Linked DNA regions of Rattus norvegicus: region 1 is linked to region 2. The links are chromatin contacts, called in public Hi-C maps. All regions are on one chromosome and are shown on one strand. Each heading gives the region's core, a stretch centred on a gene start, on an enhancer-like site or on the middle of the called end of the contact. The rest is flanking DNA. Distances are from core to core; before and after follow the strand shown.

Region 1 (4,606 bases), core at 892-3,391, 110 kb before region 2:
TACCATGAACGTCACCCACCATTCAGTGAGGCCTCCTTTTCCAGCATTCTGTACAGTGCCTACCTCATGGTACAAATATCTATATATAATTGTCGTGTTTTGTTTTACTAATCAAGGCATTGCCTACCTGTTCACTATTATTTCTTTTACCTCACAAGAATACAAATTACACTTAAAGATCTTTCACGACTGATCGGGTGGAGCACACCTACTAATAAGCACCAGAGACAATTCAGCAGTAAGCCTTATAGCTCAGGCCTGCGTGGGCTCTAGGTAAACAAACTTTCCTCAGATGCCCAGGTAGACACACTTGTCCCTGAGTCTGTCCATTTACATCCGGCCAAAGGGTCCTCCATGGTAGGAGAACCAACTCTCACAAGTTGTCCTCTGATTTTTATATACACGTGTTGCTCACTGAATTCCTCTTCTGAGATAAATAAAAATCTATGCACTAGATGGTTAAGTGTGCTTGCTATATCAGGGTAGATTTGATAAACTTTGATTCGGTCCTGACCGGGGGCCTAGGAAATAAGTTTGTATTATAGTCAAAACTGGCTTTAAAAACCTGTTAGTTCAACACTAGTACAAAATGTCTAACTACTACAAGAGTGCCATCAAGGTTTATTTTAGCTTACAAACAAATCCGGAGACGTACTTTTTTGAGACAGGTCTCTCTCTTGGTCTTCCCGACTGGTCTCAAACTCAAGAGATCTCCCAGGCTCTCGAGTGCTGGGACTAAAGTTGAGCACCACCACGCCCGGCAGGACAACATTATATACACACATTTTTAAGCTACAAAGAAGTCAAGGGGCTACCCTAAAGATTCGGGGGGGGGGGAGTTAAAACACAAGCACTTTTATTTCCCCAACCCTTTTCAGGTGGGAAAACGGTGCCTTCGGGGCAACAGTGCGTCCCTACGTAACACAAAGAGGTTGTAGGTTTCCGATTTGGGAGAGGCAGATTCAAACTGAAAGCTTGGTAAGAATGGGCCTGAGGCCATTTTGAGAGGGTAGTGGAAAGGATTGGTGGAATGTCGCACAAATCCCGCCCCGAGGAAGGACGCTCGGGAAAAGTCTCCCTCGTAAACGGGAAGGTGAACGTTAGTCTAATTACAGCGAGGGTGTAGAGCTCGGCGGGGCGGGAAGCGATGAAAACCGCTAACGGGACAACCCTGCTATGCCCCAGTCGTGACCCAAGCTCCCAGAACCTTCCACGCTCCCGTGTCAAACGGAAACTGACCCGAGGGAAACGGGGCTAAGTGCACTCCGTGGAGAGGCCGCCGTGCGGAAGTGAGGGAGGCCCTGTGGCCACGCTTGGGGAGAGCGCGTGGGGGGGGGGGCTTCAGACCACCACAACCAGCTCGACCAAGAGCAGCTGGGACCCCCGTGAGAAAACGCCATCTCCTCAGGCCGCAGTCCGGAGGGCGAGCAGGGCCAGACCTACCCCGCCAGTGGCTCTATGGAAGCCGCCGCGCGGTCCATGCTCACCTGCCGCGCTCTCTGCAGGGCATCTTTGAAAGCATCATTAACTCCTCCGCCGCCGCCGCCGCCAGCTGAGCCAGAAGACGGCGGAGGTACTGTTGAGTAGTCGGCCATACCCACGCTATAGAAGACGCCGCTGTTTCCTCGCGGAGGTTCCCCTCTCGGCTAACTGCTAAGAAAGAAATAAGATGGCGGCCGTCGAGGCTGTATCACATTCTTGCACGACCATCGTGCCGTAAAGGGGCGGAGACTAGGAGACGGAAATCCCGCGATGTTTCAGAGCCGACGCGTGGTTGGCCGCGGGGAGCGGGTGCTGAGAAGGGACGCCCAGCGAAAAACATCGCGAGACTTGACTAGGATCCTACGAGAGTAGGGTATAACTGGGCGCCTCCTCTCAGCGCGCTTGCGGGCTATTGTTCCCTCACCTGCGGGTGAGCCTGCCGCCTCACTCAGAGACGTTTGCCACCCGCGGTTGTAGAACACTAAAGGCCGCCGCGGAGTAGGGAGCTAGTGTCCTTCCCTGTTTCCGTAGGGAGGGGCTTGACGTCGTCGGGCGTGGACGTCACGCAACAGTGTCCCGCGAGCGCGAGGCCGCAGAGCCCGAGGGCCTCGCGGGGCGTCCGCGGCGAGGCTGCGGAACCGTCTGCCGCCCGGCGGGAGCCCAGCATGCTGCGGGGCGCTGAGCTGCCGCCGCCTGTGACCTCCAGCCCGGCCCGTCACAAGCGGGGATGAACTCAGACCACCGGGCCCTTAGTTCTCGAGCTGATTACCTACCGAATCTATATGTAAAATAATGTGGGCGAGCGGATGGTGAAAATATGACCTCCCTTTGTCCTTTAAAAACGTGAGTGTTGCAAATTCAGTCTTTAGACACCTAGCGTTGTGTGCCTTTGGCCAATCCTACCGAGTGCCCCTTCGAGTCAACATGTCGTGTTCTTGACACAAACTGGCTTGACTTCGTTTTGTCCACCCCACCCCCTACGCCCCTGCGGGTAATCAGATAATTGTGATGTTCTGAACTCTGATTTCTGGACTAGATGGTTTTGGAGGCAGTTTCTAATATTTGCATATGCCAATAGCCACATTTCTACAGATTATTCGTGAGCGTGTCTTAGCCACGCTAGCCTAATGTTAGGAATTACTATGGTGAATGAGGGTTCTTGGGTATTCTGTTTATACTTAGGTACGCTACAATGACCCCTGCCCCTAGTTTAGCTAAGAAAGAAAGAAAAGTAAAATGGACTGTCTAACGTATGACATTTCCCCCCTCTCTGAATTAGTCTAAGAAGTATTTTTTTTTTTTAATCACCAATCTTAGAATGAGAAATATTTGCCTCTGGCTTTCTGATAGCTAATGTGTCCACTTGTTCGAGACCCACTATCGGTTACCAAGTCAGGTGCTTGCAGATACAAACAGCATGATTTTCTTAAAACCAGCTCTGTCTTAGCCATTTTATGGCTCTGCTTGTCCTTTTTAACCAGTTCACAGGTATCTAAGAATGTTCGTGGATTTAGAAGAGCAGTAAAGGTATTGAGCTACAGATTTAATCAGCAATACATAGGAAAACTAGCTAATGAGAACACTTCAGCCGTATTTTGAGAAAGTTTGCCCAGCAAAGAGCATGTACTCATCAGTAGTTGATGTTTTTATTTCATTATTTAGATTTGTATACTAATTAGATGTTCTGGTTGAAATAATTTACAGTTTTATTTACTCCTCTAACCATATTATCATCATTTAGTTTTTTTTTTCTAAATATTGAAAGGATCTTCCTTTCTACTTTTTTACAAAACTGTATATACTCCTGGAAAGGTGGGTATTCTAGAATGGAGTACATTGGAATCTGCATAGACCAAGGTTTTTCATCCTCAATGCTATTGAAGTCTTGGACTAGATGATTCTTGGCTGTATGCTTTGTGTGGTGCAATACTTTGCAGCATCTTTGGTTGCTACGTGCCCTCAGTGCCAATCCCATCTCTCCTAAGCACCACCAGTTGTGATAACTGAAAATATCTTCAGGCATTGAGCTCACACCTTGAGCTCTTCCTTGATCCCTGAACCTGCCTTTTCTTTGGCCATCAGGAAGACCTTATGACTCTGTTGCCAATGTATGTTCTAAGATCCAATTTTTCCCCCCATCTTTATTAAATTGGGTATTTCTTAGTTACTTTTCAAATGTTATTCCCTTTCCCAGTTTCCATGCCAACATACCCCTAACCCCTCCCCATCCCATTCTATATGGGTGTTCCCCTCCCATCCTCCCCCCATTACCGCCCTCCCCACAAGAATCTGTTCACTGGGGGTCCAGCCTTGGCAGGACCAAGGGCTTCCCCTTCCACTGGTGCCCTTACTAGGCTATTTATTGCTAGCTATGCAGTTGGAGCCCAGGGTCAGTCCATGTATAGTCTTTGGGTAGTGGCTTAGTCCCTGGAAGATCCAATATTTTTAACCCTGTTGCTTCCAGCCCTGGCCCAAGTTACCATCACTGTAGTCCCAGACCAAAAGGGAGCACCTTAGTTTTGCTCCTCTTTGTTTATGCTTCACTTAAAAAAAAAAAAAAAAAAGAATTTGTAGAGATAGATGGTGAGATGGCTCAGCAGCTAAGAGCACTGGTGCTCTTCCAGAGGACCAGGGTTTAGTTCCTACCACCCACAAGTTACATACACATACAAACAAAACACTAGAACATGTAAAATAAAATAATCTTTCAAAAGTTAAAAAAGTTGGTCAGGTGATGGTGGTTTGTGCCCTTTAATCCCTGTACTTGGGATGCAGAGGTGGGTGGATCTCTGAGGTCCTTCTACAGACGGAGTTCCAGGACAGCCAGGGCTACACAGAAACCTGTCTGGGGCTGGAGAGATGGCTCAGCGGTTGAGAGTACTGACTGCTCTTGCAGAAGTCCTGAGTTCAGATCCCAGCAACAACATGGTGGCTCACAAGCATCTGTAATGGGATTCAATCTCTCTTCTGGTGTGTCTGAAGACAACTACAGTGTACTTATATATAATAAATCTTGAAAAAAGAAAAAAACTTAGGGTTTTATTGCTGTGAACAGACACCGTGATCAATGTAAGTTTATATTATAAAGGACAACATTAATTGGGGCTGGCTTACAGGTTCAGAG
Region 2 (5,016 bases), core at 275-2,774:
TTCTCAGGCAGAGTCGATCCCCTTGGTGCCTACCATTTGCTGAGATCCTGTTTCTGCCCTTAGGTGTGACATCGTACTCCAGGCTAAGGCCCTGGTGTCATGCAGAAACTGAGAGACTGCCGTAATACTTCTCCTGAGAACAGGCTTTGGAATCAGTTCTGTCTACACTGATTTCACTGGGATTCACATCCTGGCTTTGGGGTAGGGCTGGAGACAAAGGCTTTTCCTCCTACTACACAGCTAAGATTGGGAGTTTGTAGGCTTGCTAAAAAAATGCCAGCCAGTAGTCACTAAAGCGCTTCATGTCTGAATAAAGGCTGTGTTTTGATTTGGAACAGAAAACTGTACATTGTTTTTCTATTCTTGACCTAAAAGGCCTTTAATTCATTACCATTACCATCCTTATTACTTATTTTCATTCTCCACTGTCATTACTCATGTGCATATATGTGGTACAGGTGCTACACACGTTGGTGGAGGTCAGAGGATGAGTTTATTGGTCCTGTGGATGGGGCTCAGGTTGCCAGGCTCATAGGGTATCTTTGTCCTTTAGCTCCTCGAAGACCTTTTCGTTGGGTAGGCCACATGAACCGGAGTGTGTGAAATCTCCTCTCCCCAGCTTGCTTCATTCCTTCCTTCACAGTTCCTGTAGCCAGGGTTGACCTTGAACTCTGATTGTCCTGTCTCTGTCTCCTGAGTGTCACCGCTGCCACACCTAACCAGACATCTTTCTTAGTTCTTTCCATTAAAAAGAAGAGTCAGGTTTGTGGACCGATCGTGGTAAAAATACTTTTTCTAGTGTCTCCCTCCCCCCCACCCCCTCCTTTTATGGAGTTGCTCCAAAGCGCTCAACCTAATTTTCATGGTAATTATAGCTCCCCGTGTCATCAGCTCAAGTTCTTTAAAATTAAATCGCGTAATTAGAGTGACAGATATAACAGCTACGGGAAGGTTTGGGAGAAACACAGCTGTCTCTCGGTGACACTTGGTTCACTGCAGAAGCAGCTGGCCTCGCCGAGCTGGAGTGTTCTATATTCTCAATGATGGGTGGCAGGCGGGCCGGTACCCATGCACCTCCTGGGTAGGGAGGAGAATCCTTATGTGTGAGTGTAGTGACTTTACAGGTTGGGACTGGTTATCAGATCTACAGTCTGAACCACGTCCTCTCCTAACATCCCCAGAGAAGCCTTGTGTCTCCCCATTTCTGTGAACTGATGGGTTTAGGGCTTTGTCCTGGCTGCCCAGACTTGCTGAGGTAGGCTACGCTCCAAATTCGGCCAGACTATCAACGTTCAGAATCTTTTAAGCATTCCCCGAACATTAAACCTGTCTTCTCCTTGGCCAGCCTCACAGTGAGCGAGCAGGATCGTCTTGCCCATTTTCATGTAGGAACAAGCTGACCTGTCCCTGAAACCTCCTCAAATCTTAGAAAAAGCCTGGCTGGGCGATGCCAGTCTGGAGGCTGTCTAAACCAGAGTTTAACTTCTGCTTTAGTGCCACCAAGTGGTGAGTTTGGAAGTGACACTCTCTGAGAAGATGGCCGTCACAGAGAAGAGGATAGAATCCTATGATAGATTTTGGGGGCACTCTGCCTGATACTCAGTGATGGGTGCACGGTCCTAAGCAGTTACGCAGACATATAGGATGCCAAGAGTGAGCCCAAGTGTCGGCACGGACTCTGGGTGACAGAGACAGTCAGCGTGTGTTCCCTGCTCCGGCTGGGGAGGTGCGGAGCCTGGGGCGTGGTCTGCAGGGAGTACATGCGCAAACTTTTTACAGCTCTATATTTGTTAAGAATGAACACTCTTCTACTTTACGTAATTTCCCTTCTAGACTGCTGTTGTGGGGAGGAGTAAGATACGGGAGGAGACCCGTCCCAGCTTCGTTTCTGTGGCTGTGATAAAATATCCTGGCAGACAGTGGAGAATGCATTTATTTTAGCTCACCGTTCCGGCTACAGTCCATCCCAGTGGGGCAGTGATGGCGACGGGAACTGAAATTGTCTCTCGTCTACAGTCAATGTGTGCGTGCTTACCACCCAGCCCGGGTTCTCTACTCTTACAGAATCCAGGACTCGAACTCAGGGGTTGGGGCAGCACGCTTTCCGGCTGGGTCTTCTCCCATCCGTTAGCACATCTACAGGGCCGATCCGCTCCACAGACTCGATTAGAGCACGCATGTATGTAGTACTAGAATAAATCATACGTGTGAGAAGTGAGCAGTTTACTGTCTCCTCCGTAGGGAATATTGTTTTGAAAGCAAAGAGTGCTGGCTGGGTGGCAGGGGGACACTGTGGCGGTAGCAGTGTGCGCGCTGTGTGCTGTTTGTAGCAGAGTGGAGTGGAGCGATGTGGGCGCGTGTGCACGGCATGTTTCCCAGCTCTGTTGGGAGGTGGCAAAACGTGAGTGTGGTGTGCACGCTCGTATGTGTTGTTCACTTGCTGGTACCATCCAGCCAAGACTGACTTCCCTGCTTTACCGGTGACCCTGGGCTGGGAACACTCGCACTGCTGGTCAGTGCTGATGACAGACTGACCTATTCTTTCTCACTGGACACTCTTTTTGGAACTGTGCTCTGAGCAGCTGAGAATCCTTTCTTCCCCAGGGACATGTAGTGACTGGCAAGGTCAGAGCTGTGAGCCTGCGGGTGCAGCCTCGCTGTTCCGGACAGTTGCTCAGTCACTGACTAACATCTGGGCACCATCTCAACACCATGGATGGCTTCTTTCCTTTCCGGGAGGCTGCCTCTTCATCCTATGATAACTTTCAGAGGAAAACTTGGGTTTTGGAGATCCTGACCCTAAATTTAGGTTAAAGTGAATGAATGTGTAAGATTCTTAATCTCATTGACCTAGATACCCAGAAAGAAAACAGAACTTGGCAGAAGATACAAACCGGTCTAGGGTTCTTATCAAGAACACACTCACCTGTACCTCTGATGTCTGCACAGACCTCTCTGCCTGCTCCAACCTGACAGCATGTTCTGCAGGTCCTCACTGACGGCAGGCTCAACTGTCTTCTTGATGGTAGAGCCCCTGTGCCCTGCACTGAGCTGCAGCTGCAGAGAGAGTGCAGCCAAAGGGACTTGGACACATTTGCAGAGGTCATGGATCAGTAGCCTGTGCTTACTTAGATTCTGATTTCTTTTTATTTCGGTCAATGTGATATTTTTAAAGAAGTGGGCTTAATGGCTTAAACTGAAAAAAGAAAAATCAGGAAATGCATACAAACCTCTGAGTATCCAGTTCTTTGCCAGAGAGTGGATCTGGCTAAGCACGGCCTTTGTTCCCACAGGGTATGTGCTATTGGAGAGGTGTAGATGGGACACGCAGCTTCCAATTACCTGCCCTCCCCTCTCCCTAGGTTAGGCTGCTAAGGATTAATGCCTTGGAAAACCACATTTGGTGCGTTGCAAAAGAAAAACCAAAACAAAGTAGGCAAAGCCTACCCCAGGACAGCAGTGGCCTCCCTTGGACGGTCCCTGGAGACCCTGGGAGGTCCTTCTTTGGAAGTGCCCCAGCTTGTTTTTCTTTGTCTTGGTTGAAACCATTCTTCCAGTTCCTGGTTGCTATGGGGCTGCTGTGTTGTTAAGTAAAGAGCAAAGAGTTTGGGATCATATGATGTGAGTTTAGCAATCTCCCTGCCTCAGCCTTTCAAGTGCTGGGATTAGTCATGAGCCACTATGCCTGGTGAGACACGGTTTTGAGTTCCAGCGGCACTGACTTTAATTTCCTTATTTGTAAAATGGGGTTGATAGCAGGAATTTGGTCTGCAGAGCCTGGGACCCTGCAGCCGCCGCGATGTTGGTGCCCAAGAAGAACCGGATTGCTATTTATGAACTCCTTTTTAAGGAAGGGGTGATGGTTGCCAAAAAAGATGTCCACATGCCCAAACACCCCGAGCTGGCAGACAAGAACGTGCCCAACCTTCATGTCATGAAGGTCATTTAGTCTCTCAAGACTCAAGGTTACGTGAAGGAGCAGTTTGCTTGGAGACATTTCTACTGGTACCTCACGAATGAGGGCCTCCAGTATCTCCGAGATTACCTGCACCTACCTCCGGAGATCGTGCCCGCCACCCTGCGCCACAGCCGTCCCTGGACCGGCAGGCCTCGGCACAAAGGTCCAGAGGGTGAGCGGCCTGCAAGATTTACAAGAGGGGAGGCAGGCAGAGACACCTACAGAAGGAGTGCTGTGCCCCCTAGAGCTGACAAGAAAGCTGAGGCTGGGGCTGGCTCAACAAAGAACTCCAGTTTAGAGGGGGCTTCAGTCGTGGACATGGTCAGCTACCTCACTGAAGTTGGAGATTATGCTGTGTTGAATAAACTTTAAAGAAAAACGAAAAAAAAATTTGGTCTGCAAAGCATCAAGTTACAGTATCTCTCTTCCAGCAAGCTTCTCTCTTCCCCATCTTTAGGATAGAGATGAAATCCCCATAAATCTCCTTACCGCTCTCTGAGCCACTCACACCCCTTAGCTCCGAGAATGAAACTGATTTCCAGTGTTCCTTTTGTAAAGCTTCCGGGCTCTCCCACCCGGATGCTTTTTTTTTTTTTTTTTTTTTTTTTTTTTTTTTTTTTGTCGCTCCAACTATCCACAGACATACGGGGATAAGGGAAGCCTGGTGTGCTTGTGTTTTCGGTAACTCTGTAAGGAGGCACAACATCCCTTTTCAAATCTGCCACAGTTGCGTATTGTTTCCTAGGGCAAACTGCCTTGCTCGCACAGTTTCTGTCCGGATCCTTTCTGAGCTCATGCCTTTCCTACTCACGTGCTTTTACAGAAATAGGACCAAGGTCAAAAGCCGGAAAGACATCAACGGAAAAAATTGGTACTTCAAGAGGGACTCTTCGCCTGAGATCGAAAGGCCCCGCTACGGTAGAAGATCTGGTATGTTAGTTAGTTCATCCCTTCCCATTCTGTCCCGGAGTGTACAGGTCTGCACGTTTATTAGAGCTGGAGATAAAGCTAACGTAATCATAGCGGGTAAAATGCGCTCGGGCGCAAAACGCATGCTT

What was found. A called contact is a pair of places that touch in the nucleus more often than the background predicts.
Region 1: a contact with region 2 is called in a Hi-C map of Schwann cells, with 4 times the contacts expected there. The contact joins the promoter of Dnajb4 here to the enhancer-like site in region 2. A contact is called at or near these places in 12 of 12 Hi-C or Micro-C datasets (the A7r5 cell line, the Rat2 cell line, Schwann cells and 7 more) and 1 of 1 datasets of contacts at active chromatin or transcription factors (oligodendrocytes).

Annotation. Positions count from the first base shown.
Region 1 is chr2:243,816,577-243,821,182 of GRCr8, reverse strand. It overlaps Dnajb4 (DnaJ heat shock protein family (Hsp40) member B4), which reads left to right and starts at 2,141. Exons shown (of 6, transcript NM_001013076.1): 1 at 2,141-2,325. Fubp1 (far upstream element binding protein 1) reads right to left here and starts at 1,654. Exons shown (of 20, transcript NM_001037653.1): 1 at 1,488-1,654. The coding sequence starts at 1,595.
Region 2 is chr2:243,705,654-243,710,669 of GRCr8, reverse strand. It overlaps Gipc2 (GIPC PDZ domain containing family, member 2), which reads left to right. Exons shown (of 6, transcript NM_001037210.1): 4 at 4,782-4,888. It also overlaps the pseudogene LOC108350142. Among named protein-coding and RNA genes, the nearest start is that of Gipc2, 62 kb to the left of the region's middle. Within about 2 kb of position 1,524, at least 23 of the 93 cell types and tissues checked have an H3K27ac peak or open chromatin away from gene starts, as enhancers often do. A contact at or near this core is called in Schwann cells, where this site is marked.